2 separate regions of the Mus musculus genome follow, and region 2 is linked to region 1. Evidence: chromatin contacts called from public Hi-C data. All regions are on one chromosome and are shown on one strand. The core of a region is the stretch at or near the end of the contact, and the rest is flanking DNA. Distances in the headings are between cores, read along the strand shown.

Region 1 (4,296 bases), core at 455-2,954:
ATATGAGTACATGTATGTATAGGTGTGCACGTGTGTGCACGTGTGTGTGGCAGCCAGTGAGTTTCTCTCACTAAACCTAATATTCACTGGGTTGACTGGCTGGTCATCCAGCTCTGGGGATCCATTTGTCTCTGCTTCCACGACTGGGGTTATAGACACGTGTGGCCATGCCTGGCTTCGTAGTGTGAGTGCTAGGAATCCCAGCTCAGGTCCTCATCTTATGCAGCAGGCATTTCCTTAGTATCCACTCCTTAGTCTTGAGGAATCTATGATCCGCTCCTGATGCTCGGATATCAAGATAAAACACCAGAACCTGGGCACACCATCCTCCTGCATCCTTCTGCTGTAGGATGGTACCCTGTAAAGGTTTGGTGTTAAGGCTGTTCACCTTGAGTGCACTAGAAGCGAGCTGAGAAGATTCAAGGGGATGTTGATGTCAGGTACAGCAGGCAGGAAAACTCAGCCACAGACAACTATGTTATTATTATTTTTTTCTTGGTCATTGATGATTTTCTTGGATTAAACTATTGAATTTAGACTATTCACTCTCTAAATGAATTTAATCTAGAAGAAGCAAGAACAGTAGGCTTATAGCTTAGAAGTGTTTGAAATATACATTTACAGAGGAAATTCTCTGCCTATGGAAGAGGATTATTGTTGGTAGGGATTTGACCTGTAGCAGGATGCACCTTCCAACCTATAAATAGCTGCTCTTTGCGTTGGAATACATTACCTGAAGAAGGCAGGCCCCATGCTTTACATTTTAGATAGTCAGAGCTGCATTTCCCATTGGGTGGTTAATAACACCTTTTAAAATCTAAATATCCCCAGTACATTAACCTGACCTGACTGTTCTTGGCCACAACTTTACGTTTTAAAAATAGCCCTGAAGCAGGCACATAGGAAACAGAATTTATTTAAACAACCATTCCCCCCTACCCCTGCAATATCATGTAGGCCTAGATCTTTTCTGTCTTTCTGCTCCCATGGCAGCACATGGTACAGATCTTGTGGGGAGTTCAGGGTATATGGGTGCAGGGGAGTTGGTGATGTGCTCTTTTGATCCCCGAGACAGTTTTGGCGGCTGTGCTTTAATTTTTATTTTTGCCAATGCCAGCTAGGAGTTTACCCATGGCCTCTGGAAATTAGTCAGAAGGACTTTCCAGGGAGGGGTAAGACACGCAAACACTGCTCATTTATTTAGTGCTGAAGGCACTGGCTGGCAAAGAAAGGCCATTGGCGGTCCCTTTGGCTCTTGTATTTGCTTTCAGACTCTAGGAAAAAGCAGTGGCAGAGAAGAAACAAAAGAAAGGAGAGAGGAGAGGGTTGAAGGCATCACAGAAAACCAAGCTTGCTAGGCTTGGGAGATGGTCACTTTATAGATATTTTTACATGGGACCCGGGGAATGCTGGATTTCCTGGGCAGATGCAGGACACACACTCACACCTGCACAAACACTCACCCCAAGGAAAGAGGGGGGTGCCCCCACAAGAGCCAGTGCACTTTAGAATTCTGGGTTTGTTTTTTTTTTTTTTTTTTGGTTCTGAATTAATTAGATACCATGTTGAATTCCAAATGTGATAATTAGGCAAATTAATGCTGCAGTGAAGTTATTAATGAGGCAAAATATGCTAATATGCTTTTGATAAAGAGCTCTTCTTCTGCCTTACCAAGGAATTGGCAAACATCTTTTATTTGAGGCCAGACAGCTCATCTCAAGTGATTTACTAAAAAGCTTCTGGGCCGTATGTTGTGAACAAATGCTGTAAATAGGGGTTAATGTCTAAATTTTTGATGTGGCTAAGTCCTGTTTCTATGTAGCAAGCCCCGGATGTTCTTTGCCTGGCATCCAGGCAGCAGCAGGGCCCAGGAAGGAAAACCCTTTTCTGTGCTCCTGAAGGCTGGCATGAGGGTACCAAGCGCTACTGCTCACTGGGTTCATTCCTGTGGACAGCACCGCCCGCCAACACTCATCACAAGGTGAATGGTGGCTGTCACCCCTTCCCCCAACCTGCTCCTGTTCTCTCCAGCAGACTTGGTGTCTCCTTTGGTTTTCAGATGTTCAAAAGTCCTCAGCCCAGAATCATTAGGGAGCCCATTTAGCGGTTTGGAAGTGACATGGCAGAATTTCTCTTTCCGATCTGAAGTCAGCTCTGTACATCACATTGTGCATAAAGAACCCTCCTGGGACCAAGTGCAGACACCTCCTACAAGGGAGAGTTGGTTATTAAAACAAGAGGAAGGGAAGTCTGAAAAGCACCTTCCCCACGCGCATGTGGTTATTTTAATCCTCTTAATCACATGCCCCGTGAGGGCATGGCCCGTATAACTTCCATTCACTTGAATGTGACATTTGCTGACAGGTTTAACTGTGTTTCCCTCATCCTTCAGCAGGGGGGTGGGGGGTGTTAGCTTTGGTAAGTCTGGAGAGAAGCCCCTGCCACTGCTTGAGTACAGCCAGCCTTGGCTTGCCCTTGGCTGGTGCGCTTCTGGATTATGCCTGATAGCAGGACAGAGACCGTTTGTGAAGGATAAAGCAGCTCAGAGGTGGTGATGACGTCATGCAGAACTGCCGCAGATACAGAACACCGTACTAAGAGGTGGCAACAAACAAGGAGTTGGCTTTCTCCTCAGACGCCGTAGGCCATGGGAGGTGGTTTTCGGTTGGAACACATCTCAGTTTCGTCCTTTGTTGACGGCCTTGACATTATCTTAATTGTCTCTGTGGCACACAAGGGCTTCAGAAGTCCAGGATTTAACATCTGTGTTTCAAGAAAGAGGTAGAAGGAACAGGGTTGGGGTGGGGGCGTGGCTCAGTGTGTAGGATGATTGCCTCAGATGCACAAGGTCCCCAACACAACACAAGCTGGGAGTGGTGAAATATACTTGCTGCTCAGTGTCATAGTTAGTTTTTGTCAACTTGACACAAACCTAGGTGTACCAGGGAAGATGAACTTTCAACTGAGGAAGAACCTTCATCAGATTGGCCTTCTGGTTTGCTTGTGAGGGATTTTTTTCCCCCATTTTTAACTGATGGTTTGGGGAAGCCCACTGTGGGTAGTACATCCCTAAGAGGGTGAGCCTAGGATGTTTGAGAAAGGCGTATGACCGTGAGCCTTGGGGTGAGCTAAATAAGCAAGCCTCGTGCAGTGTTCTTCCAGGAATCTTTGTTTCAGGTTCTGACTCCAGGTTCCTGCCTTGGCTTCCCACTGATGACGGAAGCCAAATAAACCACTGCCTCAGCCAGCTAAGTTCTGGCTGCAGTGTTTAGCACAGCATCAGACAGCAAACTGAGATGCCCAGAACGTGGGAGGTGGAAGCAGGGTTAGATGCACAGGTTCATTCTTCGCTACATAGTGAATCTGGAGCCAGCCTAGGGCACGTGAGACCCCAGTTTTAATAGAAGAAAACAAACAGAGATGAGGAGAGGATTGGCTTTTTTTTTTTTTCTTCTGAAAACTTTGCTAGAGTTTCCATCTAGCCATCTCCATTTCTATTTTTGTTCACTGGTAGCAGCTTCTAGTGGAAAGGTGAACGGGTAGAGAGAGACTGGCTAGCCAACAGCTTTTCAGTCCTTCTGTGGGACACAATTAGCTTGGGCTAGGTGGTTGTATTTTTAATTGACTACCACTCCACAGAGATTATCTCAACACTTGGATGTCTGGACATGAGCTGGGGGGTTTAAGTCGGAAAGCCCACATCACTCTGTACTGGTGGAAGGGAGTGTCAATAAACCTTCAGACCTTGGGTTGGGCTGTGTGACTCAGTATATACATACGACTTTTACTTATGCCCCTTAGCTCCCTTAATTGTGACTTGGAGAACATTCCTTGGGTTATTATAGGAAGTCATTAGGACTGCAGATACAAAGTGTCTAGCATGTTAAACTTGTTAATAGGTGACAGCTGTTAAGGTAGTGAATGAAATTCAGATCATGGTCATGAAGAATTAACGTGCAGTAGGAAAATATTGTCACACACTTCCCTGTACTTTTTAAGACGTAGGCACAGGTGCCTTTCTGTTGGATGATTGACAATGGGAAGGACTAAGTTCGAATCAGCATAATTGGTGCCAAGAGGTGGAGACTGTGAGGAACGGGGCCGGGGGTGGGCTGAGGAGGGGTGCTCGTGGGGTTTTGACATGAAGTTGTGCATGAGGCTTATACACCCATCCTCTGAGTCACTTGGAAAGCCTTCAGGGAAGATGTCTGCTAGAGGTAACGAAGTGAGGGCCTTTCGGTGAGTACGAAGTGGCAGTTGTGTTGACTCTAGGTTGCTGCGAAGTTGCAGCTGGCA
Region 2 (4,296 bases), core at 978-3,477, 390 kb after region 1:
GCTTTATGCAGAGCAGAACTAGAGGACCAGGTTACAAGAAAAACAGAAACCAATTAAAGTAAGCACAAGGGGGCATTCCTTCTCAGTCTTTGTTGTTTTATTTTCTTCTTGCTTTTCTCATTGCAGAAAAGGTCCCTTCTCGGCCCAGTGAACATCCAACGCTTGATTCTTTAGACAAGAGATTCAAACCTGAAGTCAGCTTCCCCAGCTCGCTTGGATTTGAGGCATAGATGAACCAAAACAGTAAAAGGAGTTTTTTATTGACTTAATTTCCTTCATGCAGAGATATTAATAAAGTCAGCAGTGTATAATTGCCAGTTTTATGTAGCAGCTGAAGATCACATGCTTTTGATAAAATCTTTATTAACATGATGAAAAATGTTGTTTTTATGTGACTATTTCATAATTTAAGTGCTCATTTTATGCTAAGGGTGGCTTGTGATTAGTGTTGATATTCTCTAGTGGTTGTCTGTGATTTTTCTTAGGGTAAAGTACGTAAATGGTTGATAAAATGTCATTTGTTTCTATACTATGTGTTTAGATGTTATTTTGGGTGACTTTGGGATGAAGTGTTTTCCCTAAGTGATTTTTTTCCCCAGAACATCATCAATTTGCTTATACCTTTTCGTATAAATAACTACACAGCCATGATTTGATAAGAAGTTATCTATGCAGTGGGGTAGGTAGCATGAATATGAGCTATTGTGCCTTCTTGTGAGGTAATGCAAGGCACTTTCTTTATTTGGGAGGCTCCTTCTGCTAAATGCTTACTTTAGTTTTTTTCAAGGTATGATTTTTCAAAAAGGTTTATCTTGGAAAGCTGAAAGGTTGATTTGTTTCTTTCAATCAGGTTTAATAGCTTCAACTTTTAGAACTTACTGCTCAAAGACAGCAACAAAGACAGAACTGATTTTTGCCCCTTCGGCTCTGGAGTGTTTTTTCAGTTGAGAAATGAAAATGTGTCTCAGGATAGGACACTATGTGCTTTGTTCTAAATGGCACTGAAACTGTCCCTGGCCTACACAGGTATTGGTGCAGAGTCCTGCAAAGCTGATGCAGACTTTAACACATGTGTGGGAATTTCCTGTGGCCTAAGTTTTTCCAAATGTATGTTACTAATTTTATGTAACAGGAATGAAGAATTACGAAAATAGCAAGGTGGTACTAGAAATTAGAAAGCTAACTTTTTTTTAAATGTGTTTCCAATGAAAATTACCTTAGTGTACCTACAATGTATTCTGTGTATAATGGGAGATATTGGTATTTATGTGCTCAGCAAAATAAAACCTGTATTATTAAAATTACCGAAGGATAAATTGCATGTTATAGATGTGACTACTTGACATATTGGTGACCAACAGTATGTTTGGTGTTTTGGGTTTAGGAGTAAATGTATAGGTTGTTCATCAAATTCTCCTGCTTTAAAACCAGGCTGCTGCTTCATGTCTACCTCTTCTGACTGCAATATTACCCTTGACCATGCTGTTGGTTTTGCTTTATATTTTACTCCAGCAGAAATCAAAATGTATTTTATAGACCTATACTTTGGCAATATGCTAGGAAAGAGAACACAAGCAACTTAAAGCAAATTTCTGCCACAGTGCTTTTAATATTAACAGAGATTTTCATCTAACAGCACCAACAGAATAGAACATGAGAATATCACAGCTCAGGGCTGTAAACACAGCTTCCTGATGTCTTAGTCCCTAGGGAGAACAGAGCACACAGTTTTTATATTATTCAGCTTGTCATTCTATTGGCATAGAACTGATTTTCTTTTTTGCCTCAGAAAATGCCTCTTTTCCAAATCTCCAGCTGCCCTTCATTCATAAAGCAGCATTTTAATAAGGTAGTTGTTTACTACAAAACAATGATAATACTAATAACGAATCCCTAACAGCAAAGCATATTCCTTTCCAGCGACGGCCTCGTTGATGCCAAACAGCTGGAGGAAAGATGGGCGAAAACGCAATCAGGCATTTAAACACCATTGCTGGATGTTTCCAAACATAAACATCCAGATGTATAGCGTTGTGGAAGTAATAGGTTTGATTACTTGCCTTTTGCATACTTCATCTGGATCTTTTGATGCTATGTGGATGAAATCTTAAGAGTATTCTTCATTTTTCTGTATCCTAAATGGCTTTTCTGAACATGCATGGTAACACCAATGCTGAGAACTGATAGAGACTGAGCCTGGCAGAGGTTGTGTGAGAGAAAGAAGGGAAAGGATTTCGAACGTGGTTAAATGGGTCCCTCTCCTGGCTAATGCATGTGGCAGCAAGGACTTGAGAGTCCACTGAAGCACTTTCAGTTTTCAGCTGATAAATATATAAGAATAAAGATCCTGAGGGGAAGGTCAAGATTGCCCTATTCTCTCTGAGACCCAGAGCCCAAATAACCAGGGGCTTTCTGTGGTATTTAGTTCTAACAAAGGCAACTCTTTTGTATACCATTGAAAATACTTGCTCAAGAAGAATCTGCAGTCACCGGTACTGAGGTATAGCTGTTTGTTTTTCCAAAGGTTGCCTCATCAGGCAAGATTAAAAGTCTCAAAAAGATCAAATGAGTGTTTTTTGTTTTTTTGTTTGTTTGTTTGTTTTGTCCTGAAACTTCAGACTACCCTTCCCAAACCAACTCAAGTCTCTTGTGGTCTTTCTCTGATACCAGTTATTGGTAATTAGCATGAAAAGTCATTGCCAAAATATGTCACTAAGCATGGACACCTAAAGATTTAATGATCTCATCAGAGGTGGCCTGGTCTCAGAATCACATTCTCATGTCCTAGTGCAAAAATAAATGCCAATGCCTATCCAAGACTGAAAGGAAAAAAAAAATTAGTCATTTTTTTCTGACACGTCCTTGAAGAAATCAATTCTACAGATCACGGAGGAGCCAAGAAAAGCTTGTGCATATGAGTAACTCAGTCTGCTCAGTGAGTCAAGATGACTAGTTAAAAGAGCACTCTGCCGTGATGATGTCTCCTAGGCACGAAGAACAATGCCATCATTAACGCGTGGGACTGTTTAGCATTTAGAGCGCTTCACACATAAAGAAACTTAACACGAGACTATTTATTATCCTTTAGACAGATGGTTTAATGTGTCTTTAGCCTTCAGCCAACCAGGCCACCCGTGGTTTTCTTTAGCCAGGGGCTTTTAAAAAATAATTGGGAGGCAACAATTTTCTAACAAGACTGACTGCAGTATACTTCCTTAAATCTCTTTTTTACCCTTAAGTATCCCTTGCAGTTGTTCAAGGCTGACAAACTTCTCTGACATTGATTCCTCACATATAAGTAATTACTGACATAAAAGAGGATGGAGGGGTATAGATTGTTTTGTTTTGTTTTGTTTTCATTAGTGGTTCCTTCGCAATAGAAAGACTATTCAGATATGATTACTCTGGAAGATCGTTCTCTTCTGATTAGACATTGCCTCACTCTAGAGAAGTCGTTATTACAGGAGTCTCCAAAACAAGAAATGCCATTCCAACATGGACGATAACGGGGTGGGAAGTTGTACATTGTAATATACTTATCTTAAGTGGTAAAAGCCAGGGGTAGCTATGCCTCCAAGGAAGAGAGTTCCTTAGTAGAGAGTAAACAGCTCGTGGATTCCATAGTATTATGATCAATGCGCGAAATGCACACATTACAAAAGCAAATCAGATGTACCGGTATGTGAAAACTTATAAAGAGATTTTAATGACTCCTGTACAACAACCTTGGGCATTGTTCATTTCTCCAGGTCTTTATGTGACTCAAAGACCCAGAGATGCAGAGGACTGGCCCAAGAAGGTATCCACTTTTCTACTTTTCCTCTATACTCCCTCCTACCTACTCAGTGGAGTTCTACAGAGGTAAAGACTGGGGTGAGGAAAGTGATTATGTCAGCAGAGCATTTAGTGTGCTTAGCAGGGCAAGTGTCTTCTGGGCTTTGAAAGGACGAGAAGTCTGAGCACAGAATCTAGGATTTTTTTTTTTTTTTTTTTTTTTTTTTTTGGAGCAAAATTGTGTGTGTGTGCGCGCTGTTTGTTTGAGTTTTGAATTTTTCCACTGCAAGGAGTTAGACTTGTATTTGTGTTGGTTCTGTGACTTGAGCTTTGAGTTTTGCATCAAAATTGTTGATTTTCTCCTGGGAGGAGGAGGAGGAAGATCCTGGCACAGCCATTGGCGATCTAGAGGACCATGTTCAGCTTGATCTCAGCACAGAACATCCAGTCAGTCCCACCTGGTGAAGCAGTTCAACTCTCTGCTCTAGGTATGAAAGGACAGAGGGTGGGTGACTGGGACAC

Evidence for each region. Hi-C and Micro-C count contacts between places; a contact is called where the count stands out from the background.
Region 2: a contact with region 1 is called in a Hi-C map of cortical neurons. The contact joins two enhancer-like sites. A contact is called at or near these places in 2 of 484 Hi-C or Micro-C datasets (cerebral cortex and cortical neurons) and 2 of 115 datasets of contacts at active chromatin or transcription factors (astrocytes and differentiating embryonic stem cells).

Annotation. Positions count from the first base shown.
Region 1 is chr14:79,820,412-79,824,707 of GRCm38.p6, forward strand. No RefSeq gene overlaps it. Among named protein-coding and RNA genes, the nearest start is that of Gm10845, 47 kb to the right of the region's middle. Within about 2 kb of position 1,705, at least 16 of the 459 cell types and tissues checked have an H3K27ac peak or open chromatin away from gene starts, as enhancers often do. A contact at or near this core is called in cortical neurons, where this site is marked.
Region 2 is chr14:80,210,879-80,215,174 of GRCm38.p6, forward strand. It overlaps the pseudogene Gm17923. Among named protein-coding and RNA genes, the nearest start is that of Gm31776, 32 kb to the right of the region's middle. Within about 2 kb of position 2,228, at least 12 of the 459 cell types and tissues checked have an H3K27ac peak or open chromatin away from gene starts, as enhancers often do. A contact at or near this core is called in cortical neurons, where this site is marked.